3 separate regions of the Mus musculus genome follow, and all the other regions are linked to region 1. A link is a contact called in public promoter capture Hi-C data. All regions are on one chromosome and are shown on one strand. Each heading gives the region's core, a stretch centred on a gene start, on an enhancer-like site or on the middle of the called end of the contact. The rest is flanking DNA. Distances are from core to core; before and after follow the strand shown. Region 1 holds the start of Pifo (primary cilia formation). Region 2 holds the start of Kcnc4 (potassium voltage gated channel, Shaw-related subfamily, member 4). Region 3 holds the start of Slc16a4 (solute carrier family 16 (monocarboxylic acid transporters), member 4).

Region 1 (3,339 bases), core at 469-2,968:
AACCAACCAGTACACCCAGAGTTCTCTGGGACTAAACCACCAACCAAAGAGTACACATGGTGGGACTCAGGGCTCCAGCTGTGTACATAGCAGAGGATGGCCTAGTCGGTCATCATGGGAAGAGATGGTCCTCCCTTGGTCCTGTGAAGGCTCTATGCCCCAGTGTAGGGGAATGCCAGGGCCAGGAAGCAGGTGTGGCTGGGTTGGGGAGCAGGGGGAGAGGGGAGGGGATAGGGGGGTTTTGGAGGAGAAACCAGGAAAGGGGGTAACATTTGAAATGCAAATAAAGAAAATATCTAATAAAAAAAATCTTAGCGGATGCTCACAGTCATGCTCAAGGAGCACAGGGTCCCCAATGAAGGAGCTAGATCAAGGACCCAAGGAGCTGAAGGGGTTTGCAGTCCCATAGGAGGAACAACAATATGAACCAACCAGTACCCCCAGAGCTCCCAGGGACTAAACCACCAACCAAAGAAAACACATGGTGGGACTCGTGGCTCTAGCTGCATATGTAGCAGAGAATGGACCAGTTGGCCATCAATAGGAGGAGAGGCCTTTGGTCCTGTGAAGGTTCTATACCCCAGTATAGGGGAATGCCAGGGCCAGGAATGGGAGTGAGTAGATTGGGGAGCAGGGGAGGAGGGAAGGGATAGGGGATTTTCAGAGGGAAAACTAGTAAAGGGTTAGATGTAAATAAAGAAAATATCTAATAAAAAAATCTAAAAAATAATCTAAGGAAGGAAGGAGAGAGGGGGGGGGAGGGAGGAAGGGAGGGAGGGAGGGAGGGAGGGAGGGAGGGAGGGAGGGAGGAAGGAAGACACACAGCAGCATGGGCCAGACAGTGTGTCTTGTTACCTCCTATACCTGGACAAGTCGTAAAGCTACCCTAAAACACAGGGGAGAAAAGTTCTTGTTTCTGCACAGGACAAAGTTTAATAACAAACATTCTGATGTTCTTTCTCTCAGTAGTATGAAAAAGCTCAAAGGTTAGTTGGCTGTTATCTATGTGATGAAAACCTTTTACGTTGACAACTGCTAGGAAGTACACACTGTGTGGTTTTGCTTCCACAGCCTTAAAACACTCAGCAAACCTGTCAGTAGAATTATGAGGATACTGAGACTTACAAAAATGTTAAATTATTAAGCTCTTCAACAATGCAAATGCACTCTTAGTGTTCCACTGAGAGCCATTAGCTTTTGAAAGCCTCCTACCCACACGTTCCTGCGCTCTCCTACCCCTGCACCCCTACACACACACACACACACACACACACACACACACACACACACACACACACGATCTCAGACTTGAGGAAAAAGAAAAACGGATCTAAAATGGACCTGATGGGGTCCTTGCTGTCAGCGCAATCTCAACACCCACCTGCCCCACAGTCCTCTGCTCCAGGCATCGTTCAGAGGCACAATCTTCCTCACTTGTCAGCACAGAGTTTTCTCCTTTTCTGGTCCCCGGAGTCCAGACCTAGGGTGATCTGAGCCCCATAGACCTACCTTTACAGCAGTGTATTCTTCGTGGACTTTTCCAAAGAAGTTTTCCACACACTCACCCATGTAGCCCTTCCACCTGGTGCCTAGCTGGTGCCACCCTCTAGAGTTAAGAGCCTCAAAGCTTAGATGTAACTTGACCTGTGTCCTGAGCAACCTGCTGCGCAGGCGCGCTCAGAGCTCTCCGCGGTTCCGTTCCCTTGGCAACGTAGTACACAGAGCTAATCCTAGCACCCTGCAGGATGTGCTTCAGCAGAATAGGTAAGGAGAGTAGCAGAGATTTACAGAGCAGACAGCAGAAGAAGGGTAAGAAGAGCAGGAGAGATGAACACGGAGGAAATACCGGTTGCTCCTCCGCTCCGTGGAGTTACACCTGCTTTACAATGTAAGAGTTGGCAGCACGGTCCCCTTGCCCCATGCTTCCCTCCACCCACGTGCTCACCTGGAGTTTCTTCTCTTGATCTTTAGGGAAGGTGAATAATTACTCCTTTGGAACACGTCAAGCGAGGAAACTCTTTCCTCACTACCATCCCCCAACCTGGCTGGGGAACCTGTATCTCCCTCTTAGGGGAATGCCCCACACAGGCCCTGGGTGTTATGCAGCAGCAACAGATGTAAGTATTCACTTCCCCTTGGGTGGGACTCAGTTTCCTGTCTACAGCAGGATGCATAGGTGTTCTGGGAGAAAAACTGCTCTATGTGTAACTTTAATTTCTGGGTCCCAATATGAGACAAGCTGTAGAGCCTATGTGTAAACTACGATAGTTCGCCACTTTCCATCCCCCACTAAACGCAAGCTTGTCTTCATATAATCCCTTCCCTGTCTTCACTTCCAGCGCCCTCTTGAGCTGTCAGTCAGTACAATCTTCAGGCTGACTCTTCCATAAAAGTAAATTCAGTTGTTGACAGCTCTAAAGACTGAAGCCATTGGGATACACAGAAATTCATGTGTTTGTCTGTCCAGCCACACCTCTTTGCAAAGTCACTTGTGTCATTTGTTGAACTCTATGCTTTTGACTATAAAAGAACCAAGACAAGGTGGGGGAAGGCCATGTCTTGCAGAGAAGTTTACACATTCTGTATTCACTCCACTTTGAAGGCCGTTCTAGGATTGTGTTACTAATTCTGATGCTTTTCTTCTTTCTCCACCCCACCCCACCACCGCACCACCACCACCCCAACCCCACGCCCACCCCACCCCCCACCCCACCCCGCCTTCGTTCTCTTCCTTCCACTGGAAGTGGAATGGTTTGGCATATAATCTATCGAAAGTCCCAACCAGTACGAAAGGCTATGCTATTGGAGCCAGGACAGCTGTGAGGTTTAAGCCAATCAGCAAGGTAATGTTCTGGGATTGTTCTGGGTGGATCATGTGGCAACATAAATTTATGTTGAGACATTAACACAGGTAGATGATTGGGAAGCAGGGAGAAAAGCCCTTCACTAAAGAAATGGATCCAAAGCAAGGTTTTAATAACCAAAAGTTGAAATTGAGAACCTACATACATCACGTTATCTTGTCAGTTAAAGGATAAATTCCAACTTTTTTACTTTGTGGTATATGTGTCTGGCTAGATTTCAAGTCTAATTATGTGGGGGGAAATCTTATCTTTCTTTTTCTGATGTAGTTCTGAGCCTAGACTGCACCAGGCAAATGTGCTTTCACTGAGCTCTAACCGGGCTGCATAAGTTCCTACTCTCTTATTAGTGGTTTTCCACATAGACAGTCAAGGACTGGAGATACTAACTATAAAATTCTCCCAGTGGTAGACTGTACCAACTAACATTGGTTCCTTACCCATACTAAGTTTATTTCTGTGTGTTGTATGTCATTAT
Region 2 (3,339 bases), core at 273-2,772, 1.5 Mb before region 1:
GGTCAGGGGTCGGGAGCGCTCAGGTGTCACCAAGGGCTGCAGTGGGTGGAGCTGAGGGCTACGGAGAGGCGGGGAGTGGGGCCGAGAGGGGATGGAAGCGGAGGCGCGCAGGGGCGGCGCGCGACGCTGGGCACTGGCTGCTAGCGGGTTACGCGCCTCCGCTGGGCTGGGATGCGCGGATGAAGGCTGAGCTCTGCTGCCCGAGCTCCGCAACGCCCCAGGTCGGCCTTGCGCCTCGCAGCGCCGCGCCCACCCCGCCCCGCGGAGGGTGCGCCCTGGTCAGGCGAGGCCGAGAGGAAAAGGCGCCACTTGGAGCGTCGCATCCTCTGTCATCGCGGGAGGGAGTCGCAGAGCCCTTTGAGCCCCATTCCTCTGGCGCCCAGGCGCTCCCTTCCCTAGACCACCTCGCGCCCGCCCCTAGCAGGGAGCCAAGGCCGGCGCCCCGCCCGGAGATGGGCAGACGCGCAGATGGCGCGGCTCCCGGCGGCGCCAGATCTCAGGAACCCGGCGCCGGGGCGCTGCGCTGAGGCTCCCTCTTGGCGCGGCCCAGGAAGCCTGCAGGTGTCCTTGGCCATTCGGCCACCGCCCGGGACACTCCGCCAGCACCCGGTGCCTGGCTCTTCAGAGCAGCCCCGCCCTCCAGGCTCTGCGCCGCGCAGGACGCCCCGTCTGAACCCCCCCTCGTCCCGGCGCGGCCCCCGCAGCGCTGCATCCAGCCCGGCGCAGCTCCCGGCCACGGACGCAGGACCCAGGCTCGCTGCTGCGGGCGCGCTTGTTTTCCTGCCGCCTGGTCCTGAGCAACCCCCACCCGCTGGTCCGTCTCGCTCGACTCAACCCCGCCCGCCATCGGTGCTCCGCGCTGGATTTATGAATGGGGGGAACGGGCCACATGCCCGCCACCGCCGCCTCGAGTTGACCGCACACTGCCCGGCCCCGCAGAGCTCTGGCTACCGTAGGAGCATCCGCCCGGCCCCGGTAGCCGCTCCGAGGACTTGTTGCTGTTACGCTGCTGCCTCCGCCGCTGCCGCCGCCCGGAGAAACCCTGCCGCCTTCGGGCTCGCCGCGTTCTAGGAGCCAAAGGGTGGCCCGTGTGAGTGTGAGCGCGCGCGCCGCGGACCCTCGCAGTGCTCTGGGACTGTGCGCTTCTCTGCCTTTCTGGGGTCGGGGGGGCGTGTCCCCGGCCCAGAGCATCCTTGTGCTTGCCCCTACCTCCTGGGACCCCGGACCCTTTGGTTTGAGTCCTCGACCCAGGTCTTCACCTCCTGCCTCCACTAGGTTCTGCCTGCCTAAATCCCAACCACCTGTGCACCACAGAAAGCCAACTCTTCCTGCTCCGCGCCCCGGGGGGGTTGGGGGGGAGGCAGGGGCAGAGCCACTCCGCAGAAGGGGCCGCTACCACCTCCTGCCTCCTCCTCCTCCTCCACCTCCTCCTTGTCGTCTCCTCCCCCTCCCCGTTCTGACGCTGCCTCCTTGGGAAGGGTGTTTGGAGGGCAGCGGCCGCCCCAAGCCGGAGCCCCGCAGCGCTTCTTATGATCAGCTCGGTGTGTGTCTCCTCCTACCGCGGGCGCAAGTCGGGGAACAAGCCTCCGTCCAAAACATGTCTGAAGGAGGAGATGGCCAAGGGCGAGGCGTCGGAGAAGATCATCATCAACGTGGGCGGCACGCGACATGAGACCTACCGCAGCACCCTGCGCACCCTACCGGGCACCCGCCTTGCCTGGTTGGCGGATCCCGACGGCGGGGGTCGGCCAGAGTCGGATGGCGGCGGTGCAGGCAGCAGCGGCAGCAGCGGCGGCGGCGGCGGCGGCGGGGGCTGTGAGTTCTTCTTTGATCGGCACCCGGGTGTTTTTGCCTATGTGCTCAACTACTACCGTACGGGCAAGCTGCATTGCCCCGCAGACGTCTGTGGGCCTCTCTTTGAGGAAGAGCTCACCTTCTGGGGTATCGATGAAACAGATGTGGAACCCTGCTGCTGGATGACCTACCGGCAGCACCGCGATGCTGAGGAGGCACTGGACATCTTCGAGAGCCCGGACGGGGGCGGGGGTGGCGCAGGGCCAGGCGACGAGGCTGGCGACGATGAGCGGGAGTTGGCCTTGCAGCGCCTGGGCCCCCATGAAGGAGGCTCTGGCCCTGGTGCTGGGTCCGGAGGGTGCCGTGGCTGGCAGCCCCGAATGTGGGCGCTCTTCGAGGATCCCTACTCATCCCGGGCGGCCAGGGTGAGTGGCAGAAGCCAGGATCTCCCCATCTCCGTGCCCAAGGGTTTCTTGGTGTTAGTGTTGGTAGGTCAGATGGGGAGGGGGTTGGAAGGAGACTGACGTACCTGGCAGACGATAACTACCTGCCTCCTAACACCCACCCTCCTTGGTCTCCTGCATGCTCCATCAGGAAATTGCACACACTTAACTTACTACTTGGACCTGATCCGAGCTGTCTGCTCTGGCACATGCCCCTCAGTGAGTGGCAAGCCTTCAACTTGAGCATTTCTCACTCCTTTTTGATCAGCACAATTGCCCTCCACAGGACCACAAAGTCCTGGAGAGCTTAAACTTGGCCTTTTTCAGGGGTGAGGCCGGATCAAGAGAAGGAACCGTGGATTATGTAGGACACTTAACCTGTTTCTATCCTGCCAGCAGCTCTGTATGCAGGCGCCTATGGATTTCAGAAAAGGGGGGGGGGGCATAGTTTCTAGAATACCTGTCTCATAAAGGACAGAGATTCCCCAGAACACAGGCCCCCTCTCCTGAGAGAGGGCATTTTCTCCTAGGAGCAGGCCATGTCCCAAGGCTTTCTGTACCTCAGTCACAGCCTGGCTGCTGCTGACAGGAGAGAGAAGTAGACAGGAAAAGCCTCCCACTTTAGGATCCCAGGACAGTGGCCGGCCACAAGCTTCCTGGTGATGATACCAGATTTGTCACTGCTCTTTTGTTTCTGCTGCAGCACAAAGTGGCTTCCCAGAAAGCCCTGGTTCAGGTTACACTGGAGATGAACGTGTGCAGAGCAGGGGAAACAGGTTGATTTAGACAAGACCTAGTGTGTGTCCTGAAGGTAGGAGGGGGCCCTAGAAAGGTATGTATCTATTCACTCACTTCATTCTCCCCTGGCAGCTAAAACCCCGAAGAAGGCTTTAGACTTTAAAAATAGAAAAGCCTGGAGGTTGGTATCTAATCTCATAGCCTTCACCTAAAACCTGTCTGGGAGACAAGGAAAAAAAGAAAAAGAGAAAAGCAGTGTGTTTGCTGTGTCTGGGGTATGCTCAGTGTGTTTGCTGTGTCTGGGGTATGCTTCTGGAAGCCGAGGCTGGATTGATTGATTCCTTTGGCACCCCAAGTTGTCATG
Region 3 (3,339 bases), core at 573-3,072, 1.3 Mb before region 1:
AGTATTGTGTACATGTTAGGCTGAGTGGGTGGGCACTTAGTTTCAAGATAAAATCTTAACATGTATGACTGGCTAGTCTTGAACTATCAGCAATCATCTTGCCTCCCTTGCATCCCTTCAACCCTGCCCAGTGCTGGAGTTCTAAGCATCTCCCACACCTGGCAGAGCTGAGTACTTTCTAGGAATGACCTGTGCTAGCTCTTACTTAGTCGAAAATACGATGTCCCCAAATCCCAGTTGCCATTCTGCCAAAGTAGAACTGCCAGCCATGCCTGGAGCATTCTCTGATTGAGAGATGATGAAGAGGCAGCGGAGAGGCCTGGATGGGAAGGCTTCTCCTTTCTCTCAGGGGAACAAACAGCTCAGCTTCTGGGTTCAGCCAAGGTGGCCTCTGATCTTAGCAGTTTGGGCAAGTTCCTGGCTTCCTGTCTACTCAAATCTCAAGATTCCTTCATCGATCTTGTTAGACTGCTTTGAGCTTTTCTTCGTACAGTTCAGCACTTGGAAAGGGGAAAGAAACACTTACCAGGAAAAAATGAAGCACGACCATCCACCCCCATCCTCCATCAAGGGGTTTGGTGTAAGGGGAGGGCGTTTTTTCCTTCTTCACCATGATGCTTCCTGTAGGCTACATGCGGAGATCACTGGAACAGATGCAAAACAGTTGATTCAGTAGTCAAGAAAGTAATCTAACTGTAAGTGGGATATTTTGTTTGTCTTTTTGGTTGGTTTTAAGACCTGCTTTGTGGCTCCACCTGGCCTAGAACTTGTGGCTGTCCTTCCTTTACTTCCTGAAGGCTGCGATTATAGGTGTGCATGTTAAACTATTAAATTTTATTTTGTTCCATGGTATGAAACTTTTCACTTTTCCGTTCCCCCTTAGTTACGTGAAGTCTGCCTGATGTTAATAACCTCGAGTCCCTGATGGGAATGGCCACTCTACTTGTGCTCAGGATCTCCATCAGCTGTAAGCCAGTTTTAGAGGAAGCCATGTGTTACCCATCCATTCCTGTGAACCAGCCCTTGAATCTAAAGAAAAGTTAAATGGGAGGGGGCTCTTGGGTTTAGACAGCCCCTTTTTATGGAGCTTAGGTATTTTAAAGAACTAGATAGCCCAACAAAGTAACTTATCTCTTTAGAGGATACTAGATCAGAAAAACAAATTGGGAAGCCCACTTAGGAAATATGAGTGATTTGAAATAGAGGGTACTAAATAGGTTAAATATTTTGGTTGTGGTGGTGAACTTATGATTCTGCAGGAGACTAGTCTCCACCTTAGGAGAGAGATGCTAAGCATTCAAGATTAGAATGTCATAGTGTGCTAACTTCAGACAGAGTTGAGTAAATAAATACCCACATATTGAGAAAGAACGTGTTCTGAGGAATGGATGTTATCCTCATCTGTCCTTGTGAAAGCAGCCAGGTGTGTATGCGACGCATGTGTGTGTGTTTAGTGTCTAAAAAAGTAAGGTCTGTTAGATTAGACAGAAAGATGCCAGTTGTGAGATGTGTGTGTGTGTGTGTGTGTGTAGGGGGAGAGATTTCTATTAGATAATTCTAGACAGAGAGATTCTAGTCATTCCAGGTCCCTGAGAAGACCAACCCATCACCCAATTTCAATTCCACTTCACCTTACCTTTAAGCAAATGAATCCTCTAGAGACAAGAAAATTTCAGGTGAAAAATTATTTTCCCTAAAACGTTACTCTCTTTCTAAGGCTTCCCATTCCGCTGCTTGGTGGAAACAACCAGGCACTGTAGTCAAGCGGGGGCAGCGCTGAGGTTTAGCAGCTCCTGCCTGTGGACTTTACTTCCTGAGGGAGGAGGAGGAAAGGCTGTAACTTGAGAACAACTCAGGCCAGCCTTCCAGCCAGCCCACAAGGTACACTTTTTTCACCTCCGGCCAAAAGCCATTGGGTAAACCAAGGAGAAAATCTTCTCAAGTCTGGGATGGGGGATGGGACTCCAGATTTTTGAAAGTTGTCCAAAGTTCCTCAGGGAGGCTGAGACTAGTTTATAAAAGAAGCATAAAAGTCTTCCAGAGACGGGGGAGCTCTTTCTGGACCACAAATGGCAGTGCTGGAGCTGAAGATAGTGCTCCATGCTAGATAGTGCTCCATGATAGAGTGCCTGCTTAACGTGGGTACCTGGGTTTAGTCCATCTTAGCAAACCCACTGCAGTCCTTAGTAAATCCAGGCTGCTCTGTGCCCCTTTGTGCCCTCTGACTCAGTAGTATGATTAATTTGGGGTTTCAGGCCCCATTTTAATCGCTTTTTTGAACCCGATTACTTTAACTTTCCATGAAGATATATACTTACAGTAATTTTAATGAAACTTTTTCTTACTGAATTTTGGGAATAATTAAGGCTGAGTCCTAGAAAATTACCCGAATAATTCAACATTCCAGTCCAATTTCCTTCCTTAGCTCCACCTTCCACATTAAAAAAAAAAAAAGTCAACAAAATAGTGCCTTTGATCTCCTACACCAACATTCCAGGTTTTAATCCAGAGTGTATTTTAAGCCCAAGTATGGTTTCTTTGTTTGATCTGGAAATCTGCACCTTTGTTCTGTTTTTTAAACATGGGCTTCTCATCCTCTTAAAGCCCATCTCTAATTTTTCTTATTAAAATTCTTAAAGAAGGATGGCTTAGTTTGGGAGAACGCTCCGTGAACGCAACCATGGAAACATGATGCAGATATGGGTGTTGGTGGGAAAGATCAAAGAAACAGTCAGCAGAAGGCAAAACACAGAGGAAGAGATAATTATATACTCCAGAAATGTTTTTAGTGACCATCCATGGGACTGTTTTCAAGGTCTTTGGTGGCAGGATTGATACTCTTGAAACGTTGAGGGCTAGTGAGTAATGCTGGTTTGGATAGAAGCTCAACGTTGCATTTTAAGTCTTGAAATCCTGAACAAGCTAACCTCTTTGAATTTGTTTCGAAAGCTATAAAATGTTATTAATACTATTTTACAAGATTGTTTAGGATCAAGAATATTTCTTACTGCAGTGTATGGTAGCTCGCACTTACAGTCTCAGCATACAATGCAGAAGTAAGGAGGATTGCTGAGTTTGAGCAAATTGGGGTTAAAGTCAGACCCTGCCAGGCCGGGGGTAGTGGCACACGCCTTTAATCCTAGCACTCAGGAGGCAGAGGCAGGTGAATTTCTGAGTTCGAGGCCAGCCTGGTCTACAGAGTGAGTTCCAGGACAGTCAAGGCTACACAGAGAAACCCTGTCTTGAAAAACCAAAAAAAAAAAAAAAAAAAAAAGTCAGACACTGCCCCCACTCCCACTCCCTCCCCCCAAAAAAGAAAAAACTGTGATGCATTCTTGT

Evidence for each region. Promoter capture Hi-C pulls out the DNA fragments that hold promoters and counts their contacts.
Region 2: a promoter capture Hi-C map of hippocampal neurons shows a contact between it and region 1, with 4 times the contacts expected there. The contact joins the promoter of Kcnc4 here to the promoter of Pifo in region 1. A contact is called at or near these places in 4 of 39 promoter capture datasets (the 3T3-L1 cell line, hippocampal neurons, liver and 1 more).
Region 3: a contact with region 1 is called in a promoter capture Hi-C map of hippocampal neurons, with 5 times the contacts expected there. The contact joins the promoter of Slc16a4 here to the promoter of Pifo in region 1. A contact is called at or near these places in 3 of 39 promoter capture datasets (embryonic stem cells, hippocampal neurons and stem cell-derived epiblast-like cells) and 1 of 9 other capture datasets (liver).

What each region holds. Positions count from the first base shown.
Region 1 is chr3:105,999,876-106,003,214 of GRCm38.p6, reverse strand. It overlaps Pifo (primary cilia formation), which reads left to right and starts at 1,718. Exons shown (of 6, transcript NM_029604.3): 1 at 1,718-1,888; 2 at 1,972-2,117; 3 at 2,745-2,843. The coding sequence starts at 1,828.
Region 2 is chr3:107,457,081-107,460,419 of GRCm38.p6, reverse strand. It overlaps Kcnc4 (potassium voltage gated channel, Shaw-related subfamily, member 4), which reads left to right and starts at 1,522. Exons shown (of 4, transcript NM_145922.3): 1 at 1,522-2,219. The coding sequence starts at 1,530.
Region 3 is chr3:107,289,713-107,293,051 of GRCm38.p6, reverse strand. It overlaps Slc16a4 (solute carrier family 16 (monocarboxylic acid transporters), member 4), which reads right to left and starts at 1,822. Exons shown (of 9, transcript NM_146136.2): 1 at 1,637-1,822; 2 at 527-644. The coding sequence starts at 613.